Regions from separate parts of the Mus musculus genome. Here region 2 is linked to region 1. A link is a contact called in public HiChIP or PLAC-seq data. All regions are on one chromosome and are shown on one strand. Each heading gives the region's core, a stretch centred on a gene start, on an enhancer-like site or on the middle of the called end of the contact. The rest is flanking DNA. Distances are from core to core; before and after follow the strand shown. Region 1 overlaps Gm32611 (a long non-coding RNA gene). Region 2 overlaps Grik3 (glutamate receptor, ionotropic, kainate 3).

Region 1 (7,776 bases), core at 2,604-5,103:
CCAGTCAGTGCTCATTCAGCTGGCAAGGCACATGCCTTAGTTTCAGCTGAATCCACAGGGAAAGGGGGGTGTGGGGGGGGGTGACCCTCGTGAGGGGGTGTGGCCCTTGTGACAAAGACCTTATATTGTACAAAGTATGTAAATCTCAGCTGGAGGTTTCTACCCCCTCGTTAGCTATTTCAGTTTAAAATAATGGGTTTCGGGGCTGGAGCGATGTTAAGAGGCTAAGTTAAGAGCACTGGCTGTTCTTCCAGAAGTCCTAGTCCTGAGTTCAATTCCCAGCAGTCACATGGTGGCTCATAACCATCTGTAATGAGATAAGGCACCTTCTTCTGGCCTGCAGGCATACATACAGGCAGAACAATGCATACATAATAAATAAATAAATAAATAAATAAATAAATAACTTTTTTAGGACTGGGTTTCTCTACGACATGGGTATGCGTATTCATCATAGTGCCTTGCAGCCCTGTATGCTGTGACCCTCAGCCTCAACCCCACTGTCCCCTCTGTAACCTTGGGCTTTTCCACCCATGCATAAGCTCACTGAAATAACAACTCCGAGAATTATATTTCTGAATAAATGCATGGGCCATAAACTTGGGCCTGTTCCCTGACTAGTGTATAACTTAATTATTTCATTTATCCTAGTCTAAGTCCCATCATGCAGCTATTACCTGGTCCTCAGGCCTTCGTTTTATGTATCTCTCTCCTCCTCAGAGTTCAGGGCAAATCTCCAATGACTCTTTCCCAGAATTCTCTCCCTCTCCCTCTCCCTCTCCCCTCCCCCTCCCCCTCCCCCTCCCTCTCTGCCAGAACTCCTGCCTCAGGTCATTGATGACTTTTTTTTAAGATTTATTTTTATTTAATGTACATGAGTGCTCTATCTGCACGTACACCTGCATGCCAGAAGAGGGCACCAGATCCCATTACACATGGTTGTGAGCCACCATGCGGATGCTGGGAATTGAACTCAGTACCCGTGGAAGAACAGCCAGTGTGCTGAGCCATCATCTCTCCAGCCCAGGCCATAAACTTTTTTATTGACAGGTGAATGCTTTTACACAATGCAGAGATCCTCTCTACAACCTTCCTTTCCCAGAGTCGACCTTCTGCTTTCCAGCATATGTGTGTCTAGTTAAATCCAGATTCTTCAAATGAGAAAAAAACATATTTGGTCTTTCTTCCCCACTTCCTTATCTCATTCCCCTCTCCAATCCTGGCTCAGACCCTTCCCTCCCCGTTTATAGTCAACTCTCTACTTTGATTTCCACATACAGATTTGTATCTGTATTTATCTAGATCCCCCATGCAAGAGAAAACATACAATGTCTGTCTTTCTGAACCTGGCTCGTTTCACTTAACACGGTATTATCTGGTTCCACTTCCCTGAATACTACATAATTACGATTTCTTTACAACAAAGAAGATGCGTGTGTATGCATGAGTGTGTGGGCATTTCCTTTGTCTCATTTGTTGATAGGCATTGAGGGTGCTTCTGGGTCCTGGCTATTGTGAAGTTTTCTGCAATCAACACAATATGTTTTCCTTCCTGACACTGACGTGTCTCGAACTTAGAGGCCTTTAGGAACATACATACCCAGAGGAGGTATAGCTGGGTCACACAGTAGTTCAATATTTAGTTCTTGGGGAGCCTCCATATCAACTTCGACAATTAGCATTCTATTCTGACTCTTCCTAGATGGGCGGTTCCCTTGAGTGCTGTTGACACTTATGCTGTTGAAGTTTAGTCTTTTGCTGTGTATTGTAATGCTAAGTGTGGACCTCCAAGACCTGGTTGCTCCAGAGACTCGAGACTCCTCACGTAGACCCAAGTGACACTATGTGACCTTGCTCCCAAAGTTATTTCTGATTGGTAAATAAAGATGCCAACAGCTATTAGCTGGGTAGAAGAGACATGGGCAGGGTTTAGGGCAATGGGCAAACCCCAGGCATGGGTTTGTTGTGAGGAGGGGAGAACCATGAGAAGAGGAAGGAGAGATAAGCCACCATGACTTAGGTGAGTTCATGAAAACCTGGCCCTGAAGGCCGGGCAATTGGGGTTAAGAGCAGCCCAGATGAAACACGGTGAGTAATAACTCAGGGTTGTCTATAGAAACGTAGATTCTAAGAGCATAGAGGGTAGATACCTGCCCAGCTCTTGTACTGTTTAAGGCTTATTGTAAGTAATAAAAGTTGTGTGTCTTTTATCTGGGAACTGAATGATCAAAGGCGGGGTAGAAACCCTAGTGTGGCATTCTGTTCGGACGCCTCCTAGAAAAATGCTGCTGCTGCTGCTGCAGCTCCCTTGTGTGATGCTAACACTTACTATGCTCTTACTGTCTTCCAAGAACTCAGGGGCCCCCAGCCTCTCACTGTCCCCAAGGACTCTGTCTCCCCGAGCCAGCACCCAGTGCCTGAGCTAAAGCTCAAGTGTCAGGCTTTCTGCCTCCAGTCACCCTAAGACAATGAGCAAGTCCCTGTCTTGCTCACGCCTGGGTCTCTTCTCCCTAAGACAGATGCCAAGGGACGCCTGCTCCCAGGATGTATGGGGACCACAGTTCCACAATGGAACAGGTGGAACCTGTAGAGCCTGGCCGCTAGGATCCAGAGGCATCAAGAGGGTGATGGTCAGATTCCGACCTCAACTATGGCTTTACTGACTGACTTCTTCCCACTACACACACACCCACTGTGCCGGGGTTCAGAGAGCTGACAAAGCAACCTGTGTGTGAGGCCCTGCAGTCCATCCCAGTATCACACATGGGCACATGTGCGTGTGTGTGCACACACATACCACACACACACACACCAAACATGTAAGAAGCTGTGCTCATATGCCCACAGTTCAACATGCACACTACAGGACACCTGCATTCTAAGTCCCAAAGATCCCTTATCAGCATACTAAGCAAGGTTGGGAACCACACAGGCCCTGTCAGAGGGCAAAGTAGCAGTGCCCTCTGCATGGGGTTTCCATCTCTCCTAGGACCTGGAGACCATAAAGATCCTCCTTAAACTGGACATATGGGTACATGCCTGTTACCCCTAAGTAAAGACAACCCCAAGGCCAGCCTGAGTGACAGAGTGAAACCCTGGGGACAGGAAAGCTTTTTTTAAAAAGAGAACTCATCTCTTTTCTTGCAATGTTATTCCTCCTGCCATGACACCCAACCTAATGTCAAGGGTGAACCTCAAAGCTGCGTCGCTTGCAGGCACCCTTTCCTGTCTGTCAAGAGAGACTCCGGCCAGCAGCCTCAGCATCACACAGAGAACATGTTCCCCTCCCCCACTGTTGACCTTCATCAGTGTGAGTGAGCCCTGAGAATCTACCCAGGTAGGTCATAAAGCAGTTGAGTCAAGCGCTCCCGGGAGCTCCCCTGTGACACCTGAAGGAACTACAGTGTGGTGGGTACACATGCACTAGCTAGTCATTGCCTCAGAGGAGGCTGGAAGTAAGTAGAAGGCTGGCCCGGCTAGATGACAAGGGCCAACAGCCAGAGGCACAGGAAAGAGGCAGCCTAGCCTTGGGGTCAAAAGAAGCGATGTCCCTTGACATGGAAGGCAGTTGGCCTCAAGTGCTGAGCTGATCTTCGCAGTACACCTGGACAGAGATCACAAGACAGGCCTGTCACAGGCCAGGAGACTCCCGATGAAGCTCTCTTAGGAGCCACCAACCAACCTTCCTTCTTACTTCCAGGACAAGCTCACAGGCAGAGCCCTGCTAGCCTCTCCTCTCATCCCCCGGGGACAGTATAGTTAAAACAGCATCAGGACCGAGCCCAGCTCACCCCATCCACGCAGCCTGAGACTGGCTGGAGCCTTGGAGAGGGCTACCCTTGAATGCAAAAACTTGATTGTAATGCTGAAGCCTTGAGCCAGCCTTAGGAGTGCCCTACCCAGCAGGCTGCCCGCATGCGCACAGTGGGATGTACCTGATTCACCACGTGACAGAAAACAATGGAGCACCTGACTCACCTACACTGACATTCCCATTAGCCCAGCACACACATGAATGCACCTCCCCCCCTCCAAAAGAAGCGTTTCTCACCCAAATTCATCTAAAACCACCCAACACCCAGGTGCCACATGTTCAGTCCAGCACATGCCCCCACGCCAAGCCACATTTCCTGCACCACCATACAACACAACAAACATCAGATAATGCGTTACACAGACTCAGTGCACCCTCACCCTCACCCCTATAAAGCGGCCTGCCTCAAAGCTTATGGACAGGTGAGCTCAGACCCTCCCCCATGTGGCCTGGTGCTGAGGTCCCATCCCAAGCCACATGTCCAGGGTGTGGGGTCTGCACGTGCCTCACAGAAAGGCACATTGGCTTCTCTCACAGAAAGAACCAACATCCTCAACCCAGACCATGCCCAACAGGGTCCTGTCTGTGGACATGCTGTCTGTGGACATGCTGTCTGTGGACATGGCTGTGTAAGCTACCTCCATTCTAAATGAAGGTCAAAGCTGTGTTAGTTATGTTTCTCCTTGCTAGACTAACACACCTCACCAGCAGCAACTTACAGGACGCAGGGGTTATCCTTGCATACTGTAAGGGGTCATGTCCCATTATGGTGGCTAGGCCATGAAGTGGCTGGTCACATGATATTCAAAATCATGATGCAAAGAGATTTGTGCGGCCCAGATTGCCTTCTCTGTAACTATGTGACCGTGTGATGGCTGGACCATGTGCATATGGTCTCATGGGCCAGAAAAAAAAAAAAATGGTAGTGGGCTCCCCGAAGCTAGGAGTACAGGCTGTTATGGGCTGTTCCGTGTGGGTGCTAGAAAAGAAACCCAGGTTGTCTACAAGAACAGTGTGCTTTCTTAACCAATGGGCCATGTCTCCAGCCCAACTACACACACACACACACACATTCAGGGAGGACCTTCCCTGCTCAGTGAACACCCTTCCAGACACACCCAAAAGTGTGTCTCCTATGTGATTCCACTTCCCACCACGGTGACAATAAAGATGGCTCACTCTTCATCGGGTCTGAACTCTCGTCTCAAAGAGAATCAAATAAAACAACCAACCAGTAAGCACACACACCATTTTCACCAACAGAACTGGTCTGTCCAGGAGTTCTCTGTCCCCATCCAGCGTTAGGACCTCCCATATCCTTTTCAACATGGTGGGCCTGACCTGCTGGGTGGGTATCCAGTGCCCAGTGCCAGCTGCATCCGCTATGAGGAGGTTGCTACTAGCAAGGCCAGCTGCCAACCTGGAGCCTGGCTGAAAGAATCCGGCCCCAAGGGTTGTGGGTTTTTCTAAGCCCACACTTGACTCTGTCCGCACAGATCCAGTCTGTGTGTGTGGTCTGTGGGGAGGCTGCACCAGGGAGGCGTATCGATCAGGCTGGTCGGGAGAAGAAAGGAAAAAGACCTTCAAACAGCAAAGCTTCACGCCTGCAGAGGCTTGAAAAGACCCATGGAAACGGGGCATGCAGGTTTCCACCCCTGAGGTAGCCACACACTGTGGGTCGTGTGAGCCAGGGAAAAAGCACAGCTCTCTCTCTCTCTCTCTCTCTCTCTCTGTGTGTGTGTGTGTGTGTGTGTGTGTGTGTGCACGCGCGCACGTGCGCACACACCCGTATTTGTACAGGAGTTGTTTAGCAGCTCTTGAGTATGAATAACTCTCCTATACCAGCATGCATATGTAGCACCTGTACTGGCCAGAGAAATGTGTGTGCAGGCACGTAGTCACCCTGAACTCTCAAAGCATGCCTGTGCACACATGCTCAAGAACGCATGTATTCTACCTACCTGCCCTCTGAGAACTTCCCCCTCCGAGGGTGGGAGCAAGCACCTTTGTCCACTGTCAATTTTGTCACCTCTCACCCTTGAAACCAACCCTAACCAAAGGAACTCCCAGGACTGTCCCCCCCATCCGGGACTTCCCTCTCAGGAAGAAAAAGGTAGCCAGGACTGTGTTTATTCAATCTCAGATCCTGGCGACCAGATCTGCTAAGTATGTCAGAGGAGATTTTTTTGTAATTGCGGTTCCTGGGCCCCGCCCCCAGAGACTAATTGACAGCAATCTGAGGAAGGCACAGGCTCTGGAGATTTTTAGCACTGCGGGAGTGATTTTAACATGGTCCCAGGACTGAGAATGACTAAAGGCCCCTGCTCTTGTGGGCGTCCTTGCGCTCTAGCGGGACTGTTCCTGAGATGTGACGGTGGCGCTCCAGTCTGAAAACCTGAACACCGGCGTCTGAGCTCTCCTGCCTAGACTCTTCCCTAGGTAGGAGCTCAGCAAAGCTGACACACATCCACGCGCCGCGGCTGCCCCCTTCTGGACGGAGCCTGCAGCGCTCAGCTGCTGCGTGACCTGCAAGCTGGGTGCTACAGTCCCTTAGGGAAGGCCTTAGTAGGGCTTTGGTGGCATGCCCAGCTACTCAGGAGCTGAGACAGGAGGATTACTTGAGCCCAGGAATTGTGAGGCCAACTTGGGTAACATAGGGAGATGTTTTTTGTTTTTTGGTTTTTTTTTTTTTTGAAGAGACCAGCTGGGCACTAGAGCTCCTGCCTGTAACCCCAGCACTTAGGAGAGGAACAGAGAATCCAGGAGTTAAGGGGCCAACAAGGACTTCATAGTGAGTTCCAAGTCACCTAAAAAAAAAAAAACTGTCTTCAAAACAAAGGTCTAGGCCCAGCCTAGTGGCCTACTCAGGAGCAGGGGCAGGCAGACCTCTGTGAATTTGAGGCCAGCCTGTTCTACATAATGAGTTCCAAGACAGCCAAGGCTATAGAGTGAGATCCTGCCTTGCAAAACAAAACTTAAGCTGGGCAGTGGTGGTGCATGCCTTTAATCCCAGCACTTGGGAAGCAGAGGCAGGTGGATCTCGGTGTTCAAGGCCAGCCTGGTCTATAGAGTGAGTTCTAGCCAGGCTATACAGAGAAAGCCTGTCAAAAAAACAAAACAAAACAAAATAACAAAAACAAACAAACAAACACACCCTTTTTAAACAAAGGTAGGGGGGACTTCACACCTCTGCACCCTTCAGCCAATTGTGGTCTCCCCAGCCTTCCAGAAAGTCCTCTCCACCAGCCACCATCCTCCTCATGCCTTCCCTTCCTGATGTACCCAGTCCCTATACTAAGTCTCCCCTGTCACACTGGAAGTCCCCAGGGCAAAGGGAACAGGCCTGGGGTCCGCAGGGGCCTGTAGAATACAGGAAGCCTTCTCCAGTGGCTCCCTACCACTCTGGCTCTGTGTGAGCCAAGGCAGAGCTTCTCGCTCATACTCAAGCCCTGGGGCAAGGGGATCCTCCGTAAACTGCCAGGGGCACTCATCACGCTAGATGCCAGGTACACATTTTGTTCCGAGCATTTCACTAGTAATAAATCCCTTCATTTGTACCTAATTATCCTTATTTTGTTTTAGAATCTAGAAAACCAAGGCCCAGAGAGGTTCAGTGAGACCCAAAGAAACACACAGCGGGGTCAACTCAGAGCTGAGACTCAACCCGAGGGTTGGCTCAGGAAACCATACTTTTAACCACCCTTCCTTCTTAGGGGAGGAGAACCATTGGAGATCTATGTCCCCACTGGCCCAGGCTGGCTCCCCAATCCCTTCCCAGCAGAAATCGGCCTGGAGTCTCTGCCCGGCTGGCAGCTCAGGGGCTGTGTCGTCTCTTGCTTCCTTCTTAATTTTTCTGACAAGAGCAGCTGCCACGGCAGCTGACAGCCAGCCTGTCGGATGGAATGGGAAGGCGGGCCCAGACCTCGTTTGTCTGGTGGAAAAATGGATTTGGACAAGGGGAC
Region 2 (7,776 bases), core at 2,573-5,072, 440 kb before region 1:
GGGATGAGGAAGAGGGTGAGGGGGTGTGTACCTCTCAACTAGCTCTGTGCCCTTGTCTCTGTGGGAGGAGGGATAGCAAGTGGAAGGATACACATGGTGGCTAGCTTTCTCTGCTGGACACAACACAGATGATGTCGACTTCCAATAGTTTGTCAAGTTTATGGTGGTGTGGGAGCAAGACACATTGAGTAGTAACTGCCTTGGAATTTTGACCTTGGCCTGGCATAGTGGTGGTGCACAGCACCATACTCTCTCGATGCTAGAAGCAACGAGTAGCAGTTGTCAGTCAGGTGCAATCACTGGCAAGAGGCAAATGATTGATAACACCAGTGTCCTATGTGCTTGGCTTCAAATCAGTGCGGAAGGGTTCATGGAGGTGATGCATTTTCAATTTATACTTACAATGGCCTCACCAGAAGTCAAAGGGTTATCTGTATGTAGTCTAGAAAGGCTGAAAGCACCCAGCAGAGAGTTCCAGGGACGGGCTTTCTGCTGCTGTTCTGGAAAAGGAGATGTATGTCTCTCTTTCCATTCATTCATTCATTCATTCAGTCAGTCACTCACTCACTCACTCACTCATTCATTTGCATATCCATTCGCTACACAGCTAATTACTGGCCACAACTCTGAGCAGTCGGCACAGTGCAGGTACCAGGTGAATAAGAGCAATAAAAGCCTCCAAGCACCGCAGGAGCTCAAGGCTCTGACAGGAAATGGCCGTGGGCAGCAAATAAAGCACTCGAAGGGCTCCAACTTTCCTGTGATGATTGCTTGAAACACAGCAGGGGCTCAGGAGAGACAGGGCTGTGGCCATTATAGGAGAAGCAACCTGTGACTTGCCTGAGTCCAGATGTGGGAGGAGCCTGGCAGCCAGGTGCAGGGAGGCTGGCCTTGGTCCAACTGTATGAAAAGGGCTTGTATTTGGGCAGGGCCAGTAGGGAGAGATGAAGGAGGATGGAGGTGTGTGCTATAGGGATGACTACTCTAGAACTGGCCAGTGGTGAGCAGGGGTGGGGAGTGGGCTCTGGAAAGGGAAAAGGGGTGTATAGAAGATGACCTCAAGGCTTAACTGAGGACATTATACAGTTAAGTCACCTTACATTGCTGCTACCACTCCCCCACCTACACCACCTTGATCAGTCCTCTCTATGGCCTCGTGTTTCTGTGGCTTTGTCAGGAATGGGAACACGGGTGCTGCTTGCCACACGGGATGCCCCTACGGCTTCAGCAGCATTAATCAGCAAGAGGAAATCAGTTACAGAGACGGAGGGCCTTTGCCTGCGTCTCCAGTATTGGGAAAAGCCGCAGTTCAGTTCCAAGGAAGGGCTGTGCCCACCCCTAAGGTCCCAGGGGGGGTTTCCTGATTGAGTCCTGAGGCCTGGTGGCAGTTGTTTTAATTGATCTGGTGATATGTGGAGCTTTGTCTGTACAACTCGGGGACACACAAGTCAAATACAGCGACATCGACCACGTCAAGAGGATGGCTGCAGGCTCCTGAGCTGTCCAGAGACCCTGATGAGGGATGGGCTGTCATCAGGCGGAGGAGCCAGAGCCTAGCTGCTGGAGAGAGGGCTGCACCAGGTGCTGCAGAGGGGCCTGGGGATTGGTGAATGTCCTTGCCGGAAGGCAGCAGGATCGGAGATCTAGAACTACCACAGGGGCTCCTGGAGACAAGCAGGGCATCCACCCGCTCTCCTGACAACAGAGCAGTCCCAGAGTCCACCCTCCTGCAGCCCTGCAAGGAGTTGAAAGGCTGAGACCTTCCTGAATGGCTTGGACCCCCCTCTCCAGCCTCAGCCCTTCAGTCCAGTGCAGGTCACCCTTCTCTCTCAAAGTCCTCATCACTGTCCCACCCAACTGCCCTTTGCCTCCTGACTTTCCTCAGCCTAGACAGCGGCCGACCCTTCCAGCCTCCCAGTTCACTCTCCCTCCTCCAGCTTCCAATCCTGTTCTGAGCCTGGGTGGCATTCGCTGCCTTCCTTTTGTCCCACCCGGAAGCCATCGACAGACATCACATCTGCACCTTTTCACATTCTCTATCTCTGACCTTCTAGAAGAAGCACAAGGTTCTGCCAGTGAGGGGACAGGCTACAAGGGCTAGCCACTGACCAGAAGGAGCTTCAACCAGGAGGCGCAGGAATGTGAACAGACAGTCACACAGCTTCTAGTCCCCAGGGAGATCTCCACTGAGCACGCACAGTTTCGCAGAGGTTCCAGCAGGATGATACGCAGAGCGACGGGAGTCCCAGTATAGCCCCCTGATTCTTTTCTTTCCTACCCTGGCCTCCCTGCATCTCTGGGTGCTGCTTCCTGGGGCCATTCTCCAGATAAACTCTCAAACCCTCACCCTTCTCCGAATAAGGGGATCTCCTGAGCTCTGAGGGTCTTTCCCCATGTGGCGACACTCTGTAGAGACAGGGCATGTGTCTCACTCCACTCTCTATTTACTCTGTGACTGTCATCTGCAGGGTGAGGTCTACACGTTTGTCATTCAGGTACCTTCTTATCTTTCCCAGGGTCTGCACTAGCAGAGAGGCTGTCAAAGCACATTGTTAAGTAAATGCTAACACACACACACACACACACACACACACACACACACACACACACCATTGCTTGCTTTAAGAAGCTAATTCCAGTTCAGGCTTTGATATTTACATGACAAATCAGACACTGTACAAATACCCTCAGGGCCACCAGCAATGAAGACATCCAGCTAAGAGGACTGGGCTCCTGAAGTTCCTCACCCCTACCCAGCCCGGATGAGGAAACTGAGGGTAAGACACCCTGAAAAGACATGGTGACCTACTTCTGCTTGGAAAGGGTCAGGAACATGGACTGACATGTGGGTCAGTGGCTGAAGAGGCCTTGATAGTCACTGATGGTGGAGGGAGTCGGTCTATAACCTAAGTAACAGTATATCTGTGCTTCGAACAGGCGCCTGCAGGGAAGAGGGGCCAGCACCAGGAAAAGAGCGCTGCCCCAGTGGCCACCAAGAAGCAGGAGTAGGCAGAGGTTAGGTAGAGAAAAATCAGTGAAGAGAACGAGAGATGTTATCACTCCTGTCCTCCTCTGTTTTAAATATCAATTGCTATGCAGGTTAAACACTTATTCAGATGCCTTTTAGCTTAAAAGCAAGCTAATTGATCTCTGGAGATGGAGAATGAACAGTGAAGAAACTGCACTAATTATAGAATCAGCTTTTACTCTCTGTTTTATTTTGTTCTTCTCTGACAATGCAGCCGGAGTGACAGAAATGAGCCTGGGGGAGCAAACAAAACCAAAAAACACATGTTTTCACTACTTGATGATATCCAAACACGTTTTTCCCCTCCTCCAACAGAATTCCTGACTGGGAGGAGCCCCTCCCCCAGGTAGGGCTCTTTCTGCAAACTGCTCCCAGACAGCGACCCTCAAAGGCGGAACCACATGATGTTACAAAAGTCAGTGCGGTCGTCCCTAGCCAAGATCTACCAACATTCTCTGCTCTCAGTCATGCTCCCTTCAGGCCCCACCTTCTTATGTGGGCGTGGCTTGCCTGGGTGGCCAATGGAGCTCAGTGTTGCCTGGGCAGGGGCGGGAGCTTCCGGTCCTTTATGTGGCAGGAGACAATATCTACAGATGAGAAACTTTTTGAGTTGTGCTGTGATGCTCAATCTTAGAGTTTGAAACCGTTCAGAAATCGTGCTATGTGACGGCTTAGGCGAAAAATCAGAAGAGTTCTGGAATCTGACTACCAATCCCAAGCATATTGGATGAAGAGCACTCAACCCGTACCACACAAGGGTGCATCTTGCCTTCGGTCCTCCTGGAGAGACCTCAGGGTCCTTTGGCTTTCTTCTGATCCCAGCCCAGGCTCTGACTCCACTTGTGGACCCTTGGGGTGGAGTAGAGATTGAGCGCCTCTGGCCTTTTGAAGGAACAGCAACTTCAACAGCCACAGTTGGAAAATGAGCAGGGCTCTCCTTTGCTCTGCTCGCTGCGCAGTGAACCTATAAGGTGGGGTATGCAACCCTGCTACACAGACTTGACAACCGCGGAAACCTTTTCTGGCAGATCATCTCACCGGAAAGGCGCTTTGGGGAATCGCTGTGTTCCAGTGATTTGGGCAAAAGTTTTTCCTTCCCCTAGCTTCTGAGGTCTAGGGCTAGATTCTCCATGTGTCAGTCTGCTCCACACTCCCGATGCCCAGCCTTGGGCACTAGAGAGTAACATGAAAGGACGCAGAAAAGATGAAGAGGTCTACTTGTCCCCAGGGTGAACTGAGGGGCTGGGTCCCTCTTTCTCTTAGGCTGATTCCCAGAGCTAGGAGGCTGGCTGATTTAAATGCAGCCTCCGAGCTATGATTACTCGCTCGGCTCTCATTAGTGTGCCGATGTGTGCGCACACCTGGGCAGGTGTGGGCACACATCTTGCTTAGGTGGAAGCCCAGCAGGGTGGAAAGCATGGGGAGCCAATTCATCAACCTCATGCTTTGTGCCCGTCTCCCCGGGGCCCTTGGCTGAAATAAGAGATTCTGACTTAATTATGATCATTAGCAAATGAGGCTGCTTGAGTCTTCACAAGCTTGCGGCTGTTCAAAGGGATCCCCCAGTGACCTTGTCATCCACTAACACCAGTGATAGAGACGTTCAACCATTCGGCTCTCCCCTCACTGAACACACAGGGAAGCCAATACCATGGATCGGGTGCCTGACCTACAGCTGCTAAAACAGTAGGGAGACCTCCACTCCAAACATCTTGCTTACTCCCCAAATCTATAAGGCATTTCACATTAATCTTCTTTAAAATTTTTATTACATCACTTACTTGATTCTGTGTGTGTGTGTGCACCATAGCACATGTGTGGAGGTCAGAGAACAACTTGTTCTGTTCAGTTCAGTTCTCCCACTGTGTGTGTTCCAGGGATCATGCTCAGGTCCCCAAGCTTTGTGGCACCTTTACCTGCAGCAACATCTGTCCAGCCCCACTTCGTGCTAGTATTAAAGGTCTGTTTGTTACTTAGTTCTGTCTGTCTGTTCCCCACCTTGCACACTCTATCAGTGTGTCTGCCTGGTCTACCTACAACATGGAGGGGCCATTCCATTAGTATTGCTTGAATATGAATGAATATGCAATATATTCAGGAAATATATGAATCTGTATAGGTAGGCATAGACAGCAAAACTCCAGGAAGGTAATACGTGCATAGCAATTTTGAACCAGAGCTTCTGCCTCAGGGTGGCAGAAGGTGGCACTGCACAAGGTTAAGAATATAACCCAGGCCTTTAAGCAGGTGGAAGGATATGTGTGTGTGTGTGTGTGTGTGTGTGTGAGATCAGAAAACTGAACTCCTTTATCCCAAAGTCGGAAAGACCCTTAAGTTCTGCCTCATCATGGCTATACAGAGAGCCTAAGGCAGTTTTATGACAGGGAGGGCAGCAGGTGACTCTGCAAGGTGGGAGCTAAGTTGCAACCTCTAAATTTGCATCAGCAGCAACAGAGAAAATAAGTAGTTTTGAATTTTTTTAAATTGAGGTTTCAAAGTGCGGTTTCCTAAAATATGCACGCTGAACAAATACAAAGGTTGGCCTTCCTGCGTCTCTGCCTGGGAAGAGGCTGAGCAAGGAGATCCAAGACAAAGCTAGATCCAGACAAACAGACATATCAGTACTGCACATTGAGCCTGCCTTCCAAATCTCTGCCATTTCGATTTCCTCTAAACCAGCTTTCCCTGGTTGCAGAAGTGGGAAAGAAGGCTCAGAGAAGTCAGCCATCTGCACGAAATCTCACGGGTTCTGCGGATCCACTGGTGATGAAGGACTGTCCCAGAGTCCTAGTGAGCTTTTCCTAAGCCCCACCCAAGGAAAGCTGTCCCCTGGAAGTCAGCCCCAAAGCCTCTACAGTCCTTAGAATGTCAGGTTCCTTGCCAGAGGCAGTTCCAAGTTTATCCTTTCTATGGTACATGGCATGTCTCATTCCCGTCGTTTCCAATGAATTCTTTTATTGCCTCACAAGGTTATAATTAACAGCAGATAAACCTATTTCCAAGTCGAGGCAATTGAGCCGTGAGACTGAAACATGCAGACTTTTCCCCAAAAGGCCTGGCTGGCTGAGAGCCTCCTGCTGAGCAGGGCTTTCCCGTGTTTGGTGGCCGCTTGTCCAGCTCTTCCTATCCCACACAGGTGTGACTTTTGATGGGAAGCTGTGAAGTCTGGGCTGTGGCTGAGGGACAGGCTCTAGCAGGGTCAGGGTCTCCAACCACTATGGACATTCTGGTCCCCTAACCGTGTCCACCGTGTCACCGACTCATTTGTACAATCAAATTCAGGTCCTGCTTTCCAACTGTACTCTGTCCTTGGGCCTGCCATCCAAGGACACTGATAACCTTCTGTGTCCCAGCTGTAAGGAACGGTGTCATCCTCCCCCTCTCCGCCCCTTCCTGTGTCACCTGCCCTGCCACCTGCATGGCTCCCACTCTACCCTTCCTGCGCCAGCTTCCTCTTGTTCTCTCCCTCCTCCCTGCTCTTCCCAGAGGACCATGGCTTCATGAATCTAGCTGCCACCCCTACTCTGCCTTATCCGCCCACCCCAACATCCTCATGCAATGCACCATTTAGTCACACCAGACTTTTTGCTCATCCGGGCTAATATCCATCATTTCCTCCTGACCTTACTTCTGTTTATTCACAGTGGCAACATGTCGGAGCACCTTTTACTCCAGATGCCTAGTGCACATCTTCTTGTTCAGTTTGGACCATGTCCCTAAGTGTTAGACACTCACTGAGAGGGATGGAAAAGCTGAGCTCCCAACAAAGATGTAACTCCCCCATGGCTCTCACCTAAGCCAGATGTACCAAGTGTCTCCTTCCCCCAGACAACACTGATTGGTAATCAATGACCTTGTATTTTTGCCCCATGGCTTTATGCTTATCAATCCCCCAACTAGGCAGTAAAGCCCACGAGGAATGAGCTGCTCGTTCCAGGCACAGAGGCAAGAAAATGGAGCCCGTATGAACAAAGCTCCCATCCTGGGCCCTGTGTCACCTTATTGATAACAGAAAATTCACCAAATGCCTGCCGTATCACACTCTTCTAAGCATGGGAACTGTAGCCCGGAGCAAAGTGAGCCCGCTCCTGCCTTCAAGATGGCATCTGCTTGTGCCAAGAAGTGGGAGGAGAGTGTACAAGGCAAGGCTCTGGAGAGAGGCAGGAGAGACTCAAACACAGCAAACATACCCAGCCCCTAAGCCCTGCGGACTGTAGGCAAATGGGCACATGTTCGTCACGACACCCTGCTCATAGCCTGACAGGGGTGGGGAAAGAGTAATAGCAACCAATCACCAACCACAGGACGCTCCTCTGTTGTGGATGTAGTACTCTGAGGACAAAGGATGAAGGGAATGGTCCAAGAGCTTCCTCAGAGGAGAAGAGGCAGGCAGCAGACAGAGACAGAGCAGCAGAGAGACTGCCCGGTAGGCACTGTGCACCTTGGCTGGGTGTGAAAGTCATAGCCTGCCTAGTCATCTCTCCTCAGGTCAACCTTTTCTGCCTGTAGAACCTGACTCCCTTTTACAGTGTTACCAGACTGTCTGGTGCCTAGCTTACTAGCAATGGCGCCTCCTCTCTAGGCAGCCCAGGCTCTGCAAGGGGGCACAAGGGGATGTATAAGTGGCCTCTCAGACCTTCCTACAGCCAGGACATCTGAGGTCTTCAGAAATGAAGTGACGTTCTTCTTGGCAGGACAGCAAGCAATCTGCAGCCGACTGTACAGAGTGGGCAGCACTGGGCTCCCAG

What was found. HiChIP or PLAC-seq counts read pairs in DNA pulled down with a chosen protein or histone mark.
Region 2: a contact with region 1 is called in an H3K27ac HiChIP or PLAC-seq map of embryonic stem cells, with 2.9 times the contacts expected there. The contact joins two enhancer-like sites. A contact is called at or near these places in 2 of 15 datasets of contacts at CTCF or cohesin (large pre-B cells and stem cell-derived epiblast-like cells) and 4 of 115 datasets of contacts at active chromatin or transcription factors (embryonic basal ganglia, embryonic forebrain and embryonic stem cells).

The regions. Positions count from the first base shown.
Region 1 is chr4:125,159,033-125,166,808 of GRCm38.p6, reverse strand. All of the region lies in intron 2 of Gm32611 (a long non-coding RNA gene), which reads right to left. The region is part of intron 2 of Gm40245 (a long non-coding RNA gene); the gene reads right to left. Among named protein-coding and RNA genes, the nearest start is that of Gm40245, 13 kb to the right of the region's middle. Within about 2 kb of position 3,853, at least 7 of the 459 cell types and tissues checked have an H3K27ac peak or open chromatin away from gene starts, as enhancers often do. A contact at or near this core is called in embryonic stem cells, where this site is marked.
Region 2 is chr4:125,594,592-125,602,367 of GRCm38.p6, reverse strand. All of the region lies in intron 1 of Grik3 (glutamate receptor, ionotropic, kainate 3), which reads right to left. Among named protein-coding and RNA genes, the nearest start is that of Gm32807, 38 kb to the right of the region's middle. Within about 2 kb of position 3,822, at least 24 of the 459 cell types and tissues checked have an H3K27ac peak or open chromatin away from gene starts, as enhancers often do. A contact at or near this core is called in embryonic stem cells, where this site is marked.